Linked DNA regions of Mus musculus: regions 1, 2 and 4 are each linked to region 3. Evidence: chromatin contacts called from public HiChIP or PLAC-seq and promoter capture Hi-C data. All regions are on one chromosome and are shown on one strand. The core of a region is the stretch at or near the end of the contact, and the rest is flanking DNA. Distances in the headings are between cores, read along the strand shown.

Region 1 (4,305 bases), core at 171-2,670, 1.4 Mb before region 3:
ACTAGATGATAAACTCTGTTGTTAAAGACACTGCACAGCTCAATTGATGATATAAAAAAGCCAAGCTGGAACTCTGCTGGAAGCTTCCTCTTTGCTGGCTATCTTTTATGGTCCTTGAAGATACTAAGGAGGCTGCTATAAGAGAAATTTCATTACTGGTCCAACCCAGCTGTGGACTCTATGAACTCTACTAACCTGCCAGGCAAGACATGCTCATCTGGGCACTAGGGTACCATTATGAGGGTATCCAATTTGCTCTGACTGGATTTGAGGTCAGCTCTATAGGAGCATACCCCTGCCTGGCACTATGATTCCTGTTGGAAACCCATAGCAGGGAAGATGATGGGCCCTGGGGGGGAACATAAATACTGTTGTTCAGTTAAATGGACACTGTCAAACCACCATGTCTATACCCACGACAAGTGCTACTCCCAGACTTAATCAGAGAATTGTCTCTTTCCAGTGAACTATAATGAATGTACAGACTCCAGGTGCCACAAGGTGAGAACATGTGATGGATGGGGACTCGGCCCTAAACAAGGCATTTATACCACCTCTGTGAAGGTTCAAGGAACACTGCAGAATAGGAAGTGGAAAAATAGAGGAACCAGATCATAGAGAGGAAGACAAAATGCCACCTTCTGACAAGACGCTGCCATTACAGCAGTAAACTCACTGCAGTGTCAGAGGTCTGCATAAGATTAGCCTCAGCAGCAGCAGAGGGAAGAGAGAAGACGACTCAGAATGACCCATGTGTCATTAAGGAACTGTTTTCTATGGGCAGATTCAGGAAAAGGGAAGTTATTTTTCAGTTGTGTGCCCACGGGTGCCCCCACCAGGCTCCAATGAGTAGTCGCAATTCAATAGTCTGGTCTAATTAAGATATAGGGTCACAAAAACAAACAAAACCAAACCAAAACAAAAAAAACCCAACGACATGAATCTAGAAAGGGGACTGGTGGAAATGCAGAGATTAGAGGGATGGGCAAGTTAGTAGGGACAGGTGCGACATAAGGTGAGACAGTAATTAGAATACATTGTAACATGAAACAGAACAAAACCAATAAAAACACACGTTTTCATGTTACTCTTTGTTCCTGTGGTCTGTTGCTCTCAGGATACAATTCATCGTAATCCAGTTTACGTCTCCGAATTCTCTGGGTGTGCCTACACCCTGTCAGAGCAACATGCAAAACGACAAGCCTAGTTGACCACAAACACTGAACTGGCAATGGCAAGCTGCACTCCAGCACTTTAGATGGCCCTTAGAAGACTCCTTCTGTTCTTTAAGTCTGTACCAGATACCGTCATTGGGTCCTCCACACTGAAGGGGCTTCTTCGCTGTGGGCTCGAACTCACCTCTCTCATCAGACACCAAAGCACACTTGGAGCTGTCAACGCAGAACTGCCCAAATAAGTCAGCTGACTTCTTGCTTTTTTTTTTTTAACCTCCAATAGATCCACTTTGGCAGATTCGGAACTCATGTTTCTCTTTCCTCAAGCGCCAAGGAAAACGCCTATCCAAGACCCCCTTTGTTCCAGTTATTTTTAAGTTAGTCATTCTAAATATTGGAGGCGTGTCGCTATTTTTATATTGTATTTTAGACTCGGTACCAAATCGCAATTGTGACGAAAGTGCAGTATCAAAACAAAAGCTAAGTCTGAGCAGACAGGATCCAGGATGGCGTGCCCGGGCCACGGTGTGTGTGCGCAGGCGCCCTCTCTTCAGCACGCAGGCGCCGCCTCAGGCAGGCGAGCGGTGATTGGCGGGCTGGCGCAGCGGGGCGTGGAGCGCGACGTCTGGTTTTCGGCGGGAATTGAAACCGCCACAGCTGCTCCCCAGCTCCAGAGCACTGCTGCTCTAGGCAGGGCACCATGGTGCGTCCTATCAGGTGAGTGGTTGGTGACGTCCCGCGGGGCAGAGAGGAAGGACGGGGACGATGGGGGCCACTGTCATGCATGGTTGCGGGAGAGGACGAGATCCGACAGAGGGCAGCGCGATTGGGTGGGTGCTCGTCGCCAGTCTCCGGTGAGAGCCACCCGCTGCTCAGAGGAGCCCGCCTGGCATCTCGCTTGCCGCCCCTCGGCCTCCTTCTGCAGCTGTCGCCCCTGAGTCACCCCACTCCAGAGGGACCTGGTAGGCTAGCATTTGAGTCGCGCTTAACGCGACAGCGAGCGACCGCGTTAAGTGGCTGTCATACGTTGAGCGATACAGAAAAAGCAGGTGTGCCTATTCCCTCAAATCCCTAGGCAGAGAGGCCCATTTAACTTCCAGCTCAAGCCGTGGTGCCCTGTCACATGACCCCCAGTTCCTATCTGCTTTCCTTTAGACTGTTGGAATCTCTCTGTGATCACAACCGGGATGCCAGGCTGGCCATCCATTTAGTAGAATGACTGAATATAGCTGAGACTATGGCCCAGTGGTCCAGTGATTGCCTAGCAGATGAGAGGCCCCCAGCTTCAAACCCCAGTCCTGCAAAACCAAACAACAATAAACTTAGTGAATTCTCCTAGGCCTGTATTGTACTAAGAGCTGGAGGCTACACTCTATTGGAAGAGGGGTGGGGAGAGATAAGGGGGAGTAACAAAATAAACACCACAATGTAACATAGGAGGAAGGAGAAAAGCCTTACTTTAAATCATATGAACGCGTTACCTAGGTAAAATGTAAGGGGCATTCACATGAAATAGGAGCCAAAGCCCAAGGTTCACCATGTTTGAGAAGCAGATTGAAGGTGTGGGATGAACAAGCATGTGGATGGATTGAGGACTGAGTCAGATAGATTACAAAGCAGTTGTAATCTATCTAAATCTATCTAAAGCAGCTTGTAGGTCTTAGGAGTTTGAATTTTATTTGAGACAAATGGGAAATCTGTAGTTTCAGTGGTGGAGGGCCTGAGATATTCTCATTTCACTTTTATAAAGGCCACCGGCTGTTGGTTGGCTCTGAGGGGGACTGGAGTGGCCAGAGCGAAAGCAGGGGGGAGGGGGGAATTGAGATGCTATCAGTTGTGTGTGACTTTGGCACTGTGTGTGTGTGTGTGTGTGTGGTGTGGAGATGGAGCAAGTAAGTTTAGGGTTTTTTTTGTTTTGTTTTAAGATTTATTTATATGAGTACACTGTAGCTGTTCCCAGATACACCAGAAGGGGGCATCAGATGGTTGTGAGCCACCATGTGGTTGCTGGGAATTGAACTCAGGACCTTTAGAAGAGTGGTCAGTGCTCTTAACCACTGAGCCATCTCTCCAGCTCAAGTTTAGGTACTTCTGACAAGTGGTTATAGAGGAGAGAAAACAAAGAATCAAGGTTGACTGTCTCTATGGACTGAGCTACGTCTCTGTATTGACTGAGATGGGCCCCTTTGAGATAATGAGGTTTAGAAGACAGGACTAGATTTCTCTTGCTTCCATGGTGAAATTGGAAGGGGACAGGCATGCAGATATTGAAGACATACTGCTGTTATTTGGGATAGTAGTAGTCACAGTGTTATCCACAGTCCCCTGAATCCTCAGAAGCCCCATGAGATCATGACTGTGGTCTGGTTTTTGTTGTTATTTTGTGTGGTGGGGGGGGGTTGTTTTGTAAATTATTGTGTGAATAAAAGGGGTGAGAATGGTGGTAGACATACATTGTCTTGATTCAGCAGATAACTGTGGGGTCCTTTCTCTTCTTTCCACCTTTCATGGATCCTAGGAGTCACAGGAGGTTGTCAGGGTTGCACAGCGGGTGACTTTGGCCACTGCATCTCACTAGCTCATTACTTGTGTTACAGTAAAGCCAAACCAGTTGTTGTCTTCACTCTTCTGTCATTTACACTGAATGGGGATTGGCACAAACTGAGGCTGTGGTGGTTGTAGTCCTTGCAGTTTCTATTGCCGCATACTCAAATATTTGTTAAAAACAGAAGCCCTTGTGGGCTGGCTCAATAGTTAAAAGAGTGCCTGGTGTTCTTCCAGAAGACTCAAGTTCCATTCCTAACCACGTCAGACAGTTTATAGCTCTTGCAGCTCCTTCCAGCTCCAGGGGGCCCCCAGTTTCCTCCCCTAGCCTTTGCAGATACTGTACTTGTGTGCACATACCCAAGTTTTTAAAGTTCTTTTTAAAAGTAATGGTTTCCTGCGTATCTCACCCTAGTGAGCCTCTAAAATACAATATGTAATTTGTGTTTAATGAATCGATAAGAGTCCATGTCTGTTACAACTCAACCTGAGATATACTTGTCTTTTTAGTAGGCTTTTGGCTTTGTTTACTAATTTTTCAATCCCACAACTTCTTAAGATGCTTTCATATTTTATGTAGCTGTCA
Region 2 (3,817 bases), core at 651-3,150, 1.6 Mb before region 3:
GATTAAAGGGGTGTATCACTTTGCCTGGGCCTAAGCTTTTCATGGCCACTATGCTTCAAAATCCAGATCAAAATCTTCCAGCCTCAAGATCTGGATCACAGCCATGCTCCCATTTTTGGACTGAAGTTCATTCCAGACACAGTCAAATTAGCAACTGAGAATAGCCATCACAGTGTCTCTTCACATCAATAAGACCCTAACTAAGACAACTTCTTTTAGATAACATTAGCTTGTGTCAAATTGACATAGAACTAGCCAGTATATTGTTTTATCATCATCACATCATCATCATCATCAGACAGGGGCTAACAATGTAACCCCTGATGCCTGGAACTCCCTGTGTAGACCAGGCTGACCTAAAACTCAGAAGATTTTCTTGCCTCTGACTCCTGAGTGCTGGGGCTAAGGGTATGTGCCACCATACTTGGTAAAAATAAATATAGCCAAAAGGGACTCTTGTGCCCTCTCTTTGGCTATGAGTCTGTTGAAACAATGGATCCCAAGAGACTGGGAGTCTCTCCATCTCTCCGGGAATCTCTTGCTGGAGTGAGAAAAAGTCCTGAAGGCAGTCAGAGGAGGGAACAGTCTCTGGAAGGAACATCACTTGCTAGAGATAGGCAGAGATGAGACATTCCTCTGTGGGCGACTACACCTTGGTGGCTGGGCTGCTTAGGCATGTCTATCTCTTAGCTTCCATTTAAAATTTCAGAGAAAATTTAGGATCCCACCAATGGACTGAGGTGAGGAACAGTGGATACACTGAATAAACCTCTTTTTCCTCCTTTTTTTCCCTCACTATTTATTTGGCTCTCAGTTGTCTTAGGAAGGCTAGATGGCCAGGCCTGGCTGGCTGGGCACAGGCTGTTGACCTCCAGCCCCTATAGCCCTTTTGTCCCTATGTTCCTATTATATGGCTGAGGACTAGAGGCTCAGTCTCAGTCTTGAAGACATCTATTTATTTGTTGATATTTCTTTTTATTTTATGTGTCTAGGTGCTCTGCCTGAATGTCTGTGCATAACGTGAGCCCAGAGGTCAGCAGAAAGTAAATGGTCTTCCTGGAACTGCAGTTACAGATGTTTGATTGCCTCTGTGGGTGCACTGGGCTTTGAACCTGGTTCTCCAGAGGAGCAAATAATCTGGGCTCTTAAAGGGTTAAGCCAACTCCCCAACCCCTCTCGAGGGGTTTTATACAGAACCTTTGTCCCTGCATTTGTTTTTAAGGAAACGACTTTCCTCTAGATCAGTGCAACAGAGATAACGTTCATTACAATAGGAATTATTTTAAGAAATGGTTGAATTAAACTCTTAATACAACAGGTATCAGTGGAGAGCTCTAGAGTAACTTAATTATAAATGATAGCAGCATTAGCGAAAATACTTGGTAATAATGTTTGGGAGGACCAGGCTCAGCAAAGCAGAAGGCAAGAAAGTGGCCTGACAAAAGTCTTTGGTTAAGAAGTTGAGAGAGAAACTAGGTTGGTTTGGATCTACATACCTACTTTGACCTCACTTCCCAGGTAAAGGATAACAGCTAACCCTCAAAGGATGCAGTCTGGCTGTGTAACCACCAGAGGAGAGCCATCGCCTTGGCACACTACAGGCACACTACACCTTGCACGCCTTCCTCAAATCAGTTCAGCATAAAACAATCAAAGCAGTCCTTATCTGTCCCTGGTGCAGGCGGCGGTCTAGCTCTGGCAAGACTCCAGGGCGTTAACCCAGGGCGGGGCCGCGCGCACCTGCCAGGCGCCAATCACAGGTTGGCGCGCAGGAGCGCAAGCGCCACTGGCCTGGGCGGGGCTTCTCCGGTTTCAGGCTCCACCTTTATTGGCAACCCTGTGGTGACGTTCAGCCGCCTCGACCAATAGCTACGGGGCCGGTCCGCCGTGCAGACGGAAGTAGTGCAGGCAAAGTGGTCCCAGAGTCAGGCGCAGCGAGGTGCTGCTGCAGAGCCGGGTCGTGGCTCACGCGTCTTGTGCCAAAATGCCGCGCTTCGCCTTGACCGTTATCCGCCAGTGAGTATCGCAGTTGCCGGGAGCTTCCTGGCCTGGGTCTCTTCTGGTCCCTACGTGCTCCAATCCGGGGAGGGTGGGCTTTCCATGTGCTTTTTCTTTGCATCCTCTCGTGTCCAATCTTTTATCCGCGACACCCTGCGTGAGGAAGCCGGGTCTTAAATGTCAAGAGCCTTGCGTTTTCCACGAGGAAAGAAGTGTGGAGAAGCACACGATCACGGTTCCCAGCCATTGCGAGAAGACATGACCCGGCCTCTCGACTTTTCAGTGTGACCTTTTCTGCCCCCTAGTAAATTCCAGAGTTTTTAGAATTGCTGAGCCACACCTCATCTATCCTATGCTGGTTGCCTTATTTTCTCACCCTCCCCTCCCCCTTTCTCCTTGCATCGGGGGTACTTTTGCAATTTACCTCCCTTCAGAGGCTACAGTTCTGAGGGAAAAAATTAGAGAGTTCGAGATCTCCGTCTCAGTCGACTGCATCACCCTGAACAAACATTTTTATCATGACAGATTTCATGGAGCAGAATCTGGCTTTAGGTCACCTATCGTTTTCCTTCCCAGTACATGTTTGCCTGGTGATGATGGTAGGCAGATTCAGGGTGGGTAAGAGGAGGGAAGTTTCAAGGCGTTGCTTGGTTGGGATTCAGGCTCCTCGTTGGGATTCAGTAGCTGCCTCGTAGGACAGACTTAATCTTTCTGACCTGCGTTCCGATAAGCAGATTGGTGGCAGCAGTCTTTCTAATCTCTCTGGATCTAACCAAATGGAGAGGATGGAGCACATGGAGCAGAGAGGAAGAAATATGCCCGAGAATTAAATAACGTGTTCTTCTGTAAGCAAAGCTCAGATAAAAAGCAGCTGAGTCTCACCTGTGTAGTCAGGGCTTATCAGAACAGCTTCTCGGAGCGGGACTGATTACCGTTTCCGGCTTCATAGGGCTCACAGGAACGCTGACAGCGTTTGAACCTTGTGGCGACCTTCTTCAACGCATGCTTTTTCTGTCCAGCTTCCTCTTTATAGGAAGATGGTCTCCAGCATCATGTGAAGTGGACCTTTAGGATTCAGGGATTTTAGTGGCTAAATTAGAACTCTGGTTCCCTGTGTCTTTCTGTGTCCCTGTGCTTTCTAGAATGTTCCGGGAGATGATACCGCTTTATTGGGAGCACTAAAGGAACATGAACCCCCTTGTCCTCTTTTCAATGTAGACCCTGCTGGGAAACGATCCCTACTTAGATTTTTTTTTTTTTTTTTTTTTTGGTTTTTCGAGACAGGGTTTCTCTGTAGTCTTGGCTGTCCTGGAACTCACTTTATAGTCCAGGCTGGCCTTGAACTCAGAAATCCGCCTGTCTCTGCCTCCCAAGTGCTAGGATTAAAGGCGTGCGCCACCACCGCCCGCCCCCTACTTAGATTCTTAACGGGCAATATCTGTGTGAATATGGAGTATCTGTGATTCACTGGAGAGTAAGGGGAGTCAGACTCCAGGGAACTTAAAGTTGTGGGGCAAGTATTTGAACCAGAGCAAATTAACCCACTATTCTCTGCTTCTTGGTTATCTTAAAGCCTAGTGTTCGAAGGTCACTTGGAAATATCACCTGGTCTAATTTTAGTGGGTAGTAAGAATAGGTTTCTTCAACAGTTGTGGCAGCATACTTAAAACCCCAGCAGTCAGTAGGTAGAAGAGTTGAAGGCCAGCCTGGTCTACATTAGCAGCCAGAGGAACATAGTGGAATCCTGTCTCAAAGTTTTATTCTCTTTTAGACACAGGAAGACTAGTATGTTGAAATAGACAGGGCTGTGGCTAGCTGC
Region 3 (4,274 bases), core at 369-2,868:
CAGAGGACAAGGTCCTCACCAGCTCTCTCCAGAAGACCACGGGAGCCCCAGCTCTGCCAGGCTTCCCTGATTGTAACACTTACTTTGTGAGAGCTCTCAAGAGACCCCTAAGTTGACCACACACACCCTCCAAGTCTCCTGCCTGCGTCCTTCTTCCAACTCCTAAGCTGCTTCAGGGAAGACAGAATGTGTTGCTTTCGACTCCTGTTCCCCAGTGAAGAACCTTTCTAAACTAAACTGTGGGAAAAAAAAAAAAAAGGTTTTTAACTGGGTCTATTAATGAATCAGTCTACTTACTGATAAATAGTGAAGCCAGTCTACTGATAAACAGTAAAACAAGAGCTGTGCTATGCTAACAGAGCTGGGTTTGCTATGTGAAAAAGTTTCTTGTTTTTATTTTTTGTTTTTGGGGACCGGGTCTCCTGTGGCGTTGGCCTCCAACGTACTTTAACCCAGGAAAAAAAATTTTAACTCACATTCTTTTTGCTTTCTGATATTTTCTGATGTTTCTGTAATAAGTACGGTTTGCTTTTGCAATGAAGAATGCTAAGGAAACTTCCTGCAGGGGTGAGGAAGAGAAAACTGTAAAGGATATTGAGAAGGGCCTCTTCACCCTGTTGAAAAAATCAAGAAAGAATTTAGAGAGTCACAGAGCAGGACGTGGTGGCCTGAACCGCTCTGGCAGGAGGACTGGAGTTGAAGATAGCCTGAGCTACATAAGCAAATTCCGGGTCAGTAGGTCTACAAACGGCTAAATCCTACTTCAAAAGAAATGAAATCGCTGGGCGTATTGGCACATCCCAGCAGAGGCAGACAGATCTTTATGAGTTCAAGGCCAGCCTGGTTTACACAGGGCGTTCCAAGCCAGATAGGACAGCATAGTAAGACTCTGTCTCAAAATAATAATAGATTTAAATAAAAAAAATAATAAAGCACAATAGAATTTTCACAAGGAGGCAGGGCGGCCAGCATACACCCCTGCAGGCATGGAGGCGCAGCAGAGTAGGGGTGTGGCATCAGGTGTGGCAGGGAATGAACGGAGTAAATACAGGATGAAGAAGGGTTTCAACTCAAGTCTCTGAACGTAGAAAGTTTCTGAGCAAAGTAGAACTGCTCAGATTAGCACCTAGAACATTCTAGCGGCCACCGTGCTCAACTAAGTGCGTTCAGTCCAGAAAGGTTTACAAGGAGGTGTCAGAGAGAACGCAAGCCAGGCAAATAGGGGCTCGCAGACTTGCCTCGGGAATCTGAAAAGGTTCTTAAGATTACATGGCCCTTGGGGGTCTTCCAACGTGAGCTCTTATGCAGAGCCCAGGATGAACTAGGATGAACGGGAAAGGCGAGGCCGGCACTTAACTCCCCGTAAAAGAAGTCGGGTACGGAGGTCCGGAAAGACCCCGAGACGGTGGGAAGAAGGAAGATGGAGGGAAAGAGGATCTTAGAAACCAGACGGCAAAAGTTAGGTGCAGAGAGAGCTCTGCACTGAGGGTGAAACCGAAGTCCCAGAACCTGGGTCTGGGGAGGGGATTAGAGCATGGGCGGGGCAGGTGGGCCGGGGGGCGGGGTCGGCATCCCTCCGCACATGCGCATAGCAGCTGGCCGAGCGCCGTAAGGAGTGGCACTTTTTAAAAGTGGAGCCTCAGGCCAGCCCCTAGCCGCAGCGTGTCTCAGTCGGTTGTCGAGTCCCTTCTGTCCCAGTCGTTCGTGCCTCTTGTCCCACGCAACTCCAGCTTGTACCATGCCGGTCAAAGGAGGTAGCAAGTGCATCAAATACCTGCTCTTCGGATTTAACTTCATCTTCTGGGTGAGTGAGAGGCGACTGTCGGCGCGCTCCTCTCCGAGGCCACCTGTTCTCAGGCCCGAGACGGCGTCCGGGGCGGAGAGTGTCCCGGCGGCCGAGAGCGCCGGGAGCCGCTGGTACTGCGCGCGCCAGGCGGACTCCGGGCGAGTAGAGAAAGGCGCAGCGGCTGCCAGCTGGCCAGGCGGGACTGGCAGGTGGGCGGGAGGAGCAAGTGGGTGGGAGAGCCGAGGGTCCTGGTGGCTCCGGCTGTGCACTTCGCTCCCGGGTCCTTCTACCGCCGAGTATTTGAGATGGGCTCTGTGCCTGCTCCCACCCGGAGCACCCCCGAGTGTGAGAGAGGAGTGAGGGAGGAGCGGAGCAACCTTTTCGAGTAACTCGATGCCCTCCCCGGCCCGCAAGGCTCCTTGCCAGCAGGGCAGTCGAGCGTCTCCCACTTCGGTGGTCCCACAAGTGACAAGGGGTGCTACGGAGGGAGAGGAAGTGGGTGTGGGGAGTCTTCCCTGCACCTGGAGGTCGGACATTCCTTGTTTAGGACCTGAACTCTCAACTGAAAACGTCCATGCCTCTCTCTAAGCTACCTGAAAGACTAGATTGTCTTGATTCTTTTTCAAGAGCGATAACTATCTTGGCTGTAGAGAACTCTGGGAGAGTTAAGAGAAAAGAAGGCGGGGAAGGTGCCTATTGGCGCCTCTAGATGGGATAAATCCGGTGTTTCTGCATTTCCCAGGTAATCAGGTACTGCGGGCTTGAAGCCTCGCTCTAAAAATGTCCAGGTGGGGCCAAGGGGAATGGCCGTTCACCTGCAGAGGGTCCAGAGGCAGGTGCTAGTAGACTCTACAGATGGGCCTCTGGGTAGGGCAACAAGAGAGTGTCCACTCTCCCAAAACTCAGGGACAGAAGCAAGGAAATACACGGAAGACCCTTTTGTCCTGATTCTGAGAGGGCACACTCCCAAACACAAATGGACGGAATTTGCTCCCAGGCAATCAGGAAAGAGCTTAACTAGGCAACTCCTGTGCCACCAGAGACTTTGAACAACAACAACTAAAAAGTCCACTATTCCCTTTGGAGCTGGCCACCGGGATGCTCACCATCTTCCAGCAACTGTAAGGTTTAATACTCTCCAGGGTTGCTTGGAAGTGTTGCACAACCTGCAGAGACTGCCCTGGGTTTCTAGGAGCCACCACACCCATACAACTTAAGAGGATGTCAGAGGACATTCCCTGCTTGTGTTTCCCCAGTTCTGCAGACAGGCAGCCAGCTCCCAGGCTTGGCTTGGTCCACTCATCAGCTTGAGCGCTTTGTTACAAAACAAAGTCTGAAGGCAGCTGGCCCCACCCAACCCCGCCCTGTCCTTTGGGGAGTTTTCCTCCCTCTACCTTTTAGTCTCTTCCCTGCTAGTCTGTCGGTCAGTCCCCAGACGCCTGCATAGATGGTGTGAAAGTTTGGTGCTAAGGGGAAACCACATAGTTGCCTACATCTCCCATCTGCCCCCCATGGCATATGTATGTAAGGGGCTGAGAGGAGGTGCCCATGGCCACCCTATGTCTTCTCATTCTGTTGCCTGCTGGCCTACAGTCTGCCCATCTTGTCTCCTGCTGCCACTTCCGCTCCTATCCAGAACCCTGACAAGTTGCTGCTGGCTGACTCTGCCTCCTGAAGCAGGACAGTCTCACTCTAGAAGGGTTTGACTTTGGGGTTGGGAACTGCATTGGAGATTATGCACCAGCTGGAGGTGCTAGCTCTCGTGTCCACCGTGAGGAACCAGGGTGCCCAAGATCGCAAGCCGAGTTAGTACTGTAACCTCTGGGCCCCTTGTTTGCTCTCTTTACTCTCCTGTCTCTTACCATTAGGGAGGTGGGCGGTTTACTATGTTAATTATTGTTACCTGCCCTACCCTGGGCTCTAATAGGGACAGTCCTGTTACAATCTCTGTGCTAAGTATTTTACAGTCTCCAAAGGCCTCCCCAAGCTCCATGATATAACCAGAGAAAGAAACATTATTCCCATTTTGACCAGAAATCTTGCCCATGATAGGTTAAGTGCTAAAGGCAGGGTCAAGTGATAGGGTATTATCAAGTGAGGTAGTTAGTATTGGGCAGGAGCAAAGGAAGGCTGAGAGGAAACTCCTCAAAATATCTTTTACTACAGGCGGTGATCTCTCTCGGGGGAACCCTTGGGATCATTATGATGTCACCTCTTCAATCTCTTGAGACCAGTGATTTATGAACTTGACATTTGGTGCCTGGTGTGGGCTTTGGAAAGCAGAGGCCACCTTTGTCTGTAGAGGATACTGAGCGGCTGGATGGCAGGAATCCAAAGAGAAGCCAGCCTCTCGTAGTCGCCCTGGGACAGTGGAAGAGAGGGAGGACCGGCAAAGGGGAATCTGTCTTTCTCCTAGGCCCGAGCATGTCCCCTGTGGGACATGCTCTGTGACAGCTGAGCCTGCCCAGCCTGCCTTTCTGAAGTTGGG
Region 4 (3,985 bases), core at 56-2,555, 2.0 Mb before region 3:
ACTGATGACACTTAATAGTTAACAGTGAACAGCGTGTATGTATGAACAGCTATCCCAATTTTGCTAAAATCACATCCAAACGTATACTTTCCTCTGCCCTGATCTGATGACAGTATTAGTGTATGAATCAAAACTATCTGGTAACTGTCATGATGGAATGGGATGGAATGGAACTACAATGTGGACTGAATCCCAATTCATGGGCTCATTTCTAATCAGGTACTAACTTTCAGACGTGGGAAAATTTACTGATAGACTTAACTGATAATACACTTAAGTAGGAAGTAGGTTACTGGTTTTGTGAGGGAAAGCAAAAGGGTTACTTCAAGTATTGACTTAGAGGGTTATTGAAGTCAAATTAATGGTTAGCTCAGCTTCTGAGGTAGTTTCACAAACTAAGTCCACAAATTTCTTGAAATGCGATTCTGCCCATCGACCCCGAAGTTTTAAGTTCAGCGTACATTTTTCTCACTATTACATTCCCATAACAAGATCTGAATACTCTTGACAAATAGATCTGAATCCTCATTCATGGCGGGTAGGAGTTTGAATGAACGAACGAATGAATGAACGAACGAACCAATGAATGAAAGCAAGTATTAAAAAAAAATGCCTGCAGACATAAGACCTACTGAAGGCAAACAAAGGATTCCAGATCATTGTTCTAACCACGGAAAGAAAACATTTAAGAACGTCATCCCCTGAAACTCATATAGAGGATCCTCCATGCTCTGTAGCTCCAAAAAGAAGGAGCAACGAGGGTGCGGGGGTCGAAAGGAACTAGCAGGTTCGAAAGCCAGTAACTTCAACTGGAAAGCAGAATACAAAATATAAAATGAGGGAAAAAAGCGAAGACAGAGAAGCCCCCGGAAGTAAAATCAACAATCGGGAAAGGAAAGCAACAGCGTAGAAGCGGCCACCGAACGCTCCCACGGCTCAAAGCTGCGAGTCCACGGCCCGCAGGAGGCCCCCGCGAAGCGGGACAGCCACGACCCCGGAACGCAAACCCCCAGCCTGAGGCACCGCGGGGGCGAGTTCCCGGGAACGCCTCCCCGCCCTTCTCAGGCAACCCCGCCCACTGGGCCCGCCCCGTCCCGCCGGCTACTCACCGGATTCGCTTCCCACATAACGGTGCGAAATCGAGCGGAGAGAGCCTGGGGGAGGGGCTAGCCGTGGGGTCGATATGGTGGGCTTTTTCCGAGGGTCCCCAGGAGCGAAAGGACCGAAAGGCACCCTTTACGGAAGCCTTCCTTCTCCCCCTCCCCGTCACAAGCTGGCGTCTTCGGACCATCGAACCTCCCGACTTCCGCCTGGATCCAGCCAATCAGTGGCGGTCCCGCCCACCGCAAACTCGCTCCGCCTCTATGGCGCCCTTGGAACTTCCGCGCGTGCTGTCGCGGGCCGCCTTTACCTGTGTGGTAAAGCTGTTTGAAGCCGGCCATCATACCCACCACGTGATCGTCAAGCGTGGCAGGCTGCGTTTCCTCCATGCAGAACCTACGTTTATTAAAGATCACCTTATACCGAGTTTAGTGGCCAACCAAGTACTAGGCCTGAGAAGCACAACTCGACCAATGGCTTAAAGGTTAAAGCTTCAAACCTCTTTGTTGTTTGCAACATCCTCGAATTGGAGGTGATGATAGTTCTACCTGAGGGTGTAAATGAGCTTGCTGAAATCAGGTGCTTAGGTGTTTGCAATCTAGAAAATAATAAATAAATAAAGGGAGCTATTGGCCACGTGTCACTGGGCTTGGACGTGAACACTGACCAATATGTTGTCCCTGTCCTCGTGGATTTTAGAATCGACAGAAGAAAGCAAAAAGTAATTTGGAAACGCAAGAATGTAAAAACGTGAAATTTTAGACAGCATGGCAAATATGGAGGTTTCCAAGCAGGTTTACCTGAGTGCCTTGAATGCTAAGGCCTCAAATAGGTTCTTACACCGGTCACAAAAGAGGTACGATGGAAGAATATTCTTAAAGGCAAAGAAGTAGTGTGAGACTATAGGTGTATTTTTAAAAATAGGTCAAAGAATGACCACAGATTCAGAACCTGATTGTTTTTTACATTTTAATATATTTTTCCATTCCCATGTGTATGAATCTATTTCTTCAGACTATAGCATTCCATAGTTTACATGTTACACACATATCTTAAATAATCTACTGTGAGAGACACAAGTTACTATGTAACAAAAATTACTATAATCACTATTTTTGTTCAGACATTCATTAACCTCTTTGGAACGAATTCTTAGAAATGATACTGTTCAATAAGAAATTCTAAAAATTGTTGCCAAATGGTTAACCAGTTGCCCAAATACTTATTGCATAGCATAATTATTTTTTCTTACTACTTTGAAGTACATTTGCTAAATTTGCATGCATATGCATATATACATATATTCCTGAATATTCTTATCTGCTAATCCTCTGCTTATTCCTATGCTTTGCCATGCTATTATAATGTATAGATTCCTAATGTACTTGCTCTTTGATAAGAAATATCTCCTAATTTTCTTTTTCAGTTTTTTTCAAAATAATGAGTTCTCATCCAGAACACACTTCTTCCTGTATTTCAGGCCATGTGTCGGGAGTCGGGCTGGGCTGGGTATATGAACCCAGAACCTCACACATGCTAAACACCTCTTCCACCACTGAGTTATGCCCCTCCTGCCTAGGTCTCTGATATCTTTAAGTACATTAAAGCTATTTTTACAACAACCTTTATGTGTTTGATTTGGCTATTTTATAGGTTTTTTTTTTTCCAAGTGAAACAGTTTTCATTGCTCTAATTTAGGAAAGCTGTTGACTTTTGTAAACTTACCGTGTCATATCACCTTGCTAACTCTTAAGGCTTCAAAGAAAATGAAGTATAACTCTCAACCCTCAAAAGATTTTGTCCTAACTTCCCTGGTTAACTTGCCTTGTCGAGACCCACTCGGCCTTGAAAAGGACTAGCCCACAGTTGCTTCAATTGCTACTGCTCCCTTCTCAAGGCTAGCTAGCATCATCCTGATACTACAGCTTATTAAAAGTAATCAGGATCTATTCGTGTAGCTCAAGGTCATCTCAAATGTTCCATCACCCAAAGGCTGAGATTACGGTCATGTGCCATCACACCCAGTATAAAATTTAATCATAAGTAAAAGATAAATTAAACTAAGAAAGTCTTATAAAACTAACACACTATGACAAGTATAGTTAATTTCAGGAGTGTAAGGGCAGATAGAAGAATAGTAAATCTTTTCATGTCATTCGTCATATTGATGACCCAGCTTGAAACAGATACAGCAATGAAATAGAAGAAGCAACTGATAGCATTTAAAAGCCTTTCATATATGAAACTAGGGATAGAAAGAAACCGATTTACAAATAATAGTGTATTTAAAGAGTGTTGAGAATCACCTAGAGACCCTTCTTACTGCATTTAAGACTGAATGAATATTATCTTGTTCTATACTTTCTCAAAATTTCCTAAAGTTTTAGAACATCTTATTTGCAGGCAACATTATTGTATGATTAAAGTGCACAGATCGGCTCTCCTTCTCACTGGACCTGCCTGGGCCCTTTCAGGTGTTTGGAGTTGAAAGTCAGGATGACTTACATCTTACTTTGCTAAAGAATGAAATGAATCTTAGACTCTCTAAAATATTCCTAAATAGTTTCTAATATATTCTAAAATAAAATAATATGACTTCATTACCGTCTTCCAGTTTCTGAGGTGGTAGGGGGTGCTAATCATTGGGGTTCACTCTCTCACAGCTTTCCCAGGAACCACCTTCTATGTATAAAGTGTGTGCAGTGTCCTTCTAATGTAGTAGCACACCACCCAGCAGGGGAACACCTCTCTGTTTCATTGGACTGTGGGCCCAGAGCCAGAGCGCTGGCAACCGTGTGCGGATCACATGGTTCTAAAGAAGACTAGATTGGTTTTTTCTCTCTCTCAGGGTCCAGTGTTTATGAAGATATCATAAGCCAACCCT

The links. Promoter capture Hi-C pulls out the DNA fragments that hold promoters and counts their contacts. HiChIP or PLAC-seq counts read pairs in DNA pulled down with a chosen protein or histone mark.
Region 1: a contact with region 3 is called in a promoter capture Hi-C map of the 3T3-L1 cell line, with 5 times the contacts expected there. The contact joins the promoter of D6Wsu163e here to the promoter of Cd9 in region 3. A contact is called at or near these places in 3 of 39 promoter capture datasets (the 3T3-L1 cell line, embryonic stem cells and hippocampal neurons) and 1 of 115 datasets of contacts at active chromatin or transcription factors (pancreatic cancer cells).
Region 2: an H3K27ac HiChIP or PLAC-seq map of embryonic stem cells shows a contact between it and region 3, with 2.4 times the contacts expected there. The contact joins the promoter of Tigar here to the promoter of Cd9 in region 3. A contact is called at or near these places in 2 of 39 promoter capture datasets (embryonic stem cells and liver) and 1 of 115 datasets of contacts at active chromatin or transcription factors (embryonic stem cells).
Region 4: a promoter capture Hi-C map of hippocampal neurons shows a contact between it and region 3, with 5 times the contacts expected there. The contact joins the promoter of Parp11 here to the promoter of Cd9 in region 3. A contact is called at or near these places in 2 of 39 promoter capture datasets (hippocampal neurons and liver) and 1 of 115 datasets of contacts at active chromatin or transcription factors (astrocytes).

What each region holds. Positions count from the first base shown.
Region 1 is chr6:126,937,081-126,941,385 of GRCm38.p6, reverse strand. It overlaps D6Wsu163e (DNA segment, Chr 6, Wayne State University 163, expressed), which reads right to left and starts at 1,420. Exons shown (of 14, transcript NM_138594.3): 1 at 1,360-1,420. It overlaps Rad51ap1 (RAD51 associated protein 1), which reads left to right and starts at 1,799. Exons shown (of 9, transcript NM_009013.4): 1 at 1,799-1,892. The coding sequence starts at 1,876.
Region 2 is chr6:127,107,635-127,111,451 of GRCm38.p6, reverse strand. Tigar (Trp53 induced glycolysis regulatory phosphatase) reads left to right here and starts at 1,900. Exons shown (of 6, transcript NM_177003.5): 1 at 1,900-2,016. The coding sequence starts at 1,985.
Region 3 is chr6:125,492,104-125,496,377 of GRCm38.p6, reverse strand. It overlaps Cd9 (CD9 antigen), which reads left to right and starts at 1,618. Exons shown (of 8, transcript NM_007657.4): 1 at 1,618-1,804. The coding sequence starts at 1,739. Gm26728 (a long non-coding RNA gene) reads right to left here and starts at 2,945. Exons shown (of 6, transcript XR_869432.2): 1 at 2,893-2,945; 2 at 477-614.
Region 4 is chr6:127,450,947-127,454,931 of GRCm38.p6, reverse strand. It overlaps Parp11 (poly (ADP-ribose) polymerase family, member 11), which reads right to left and starts at 1,305. Exons shown (of 9, transcript NM_181402.4): 1 at 1,110-1,305.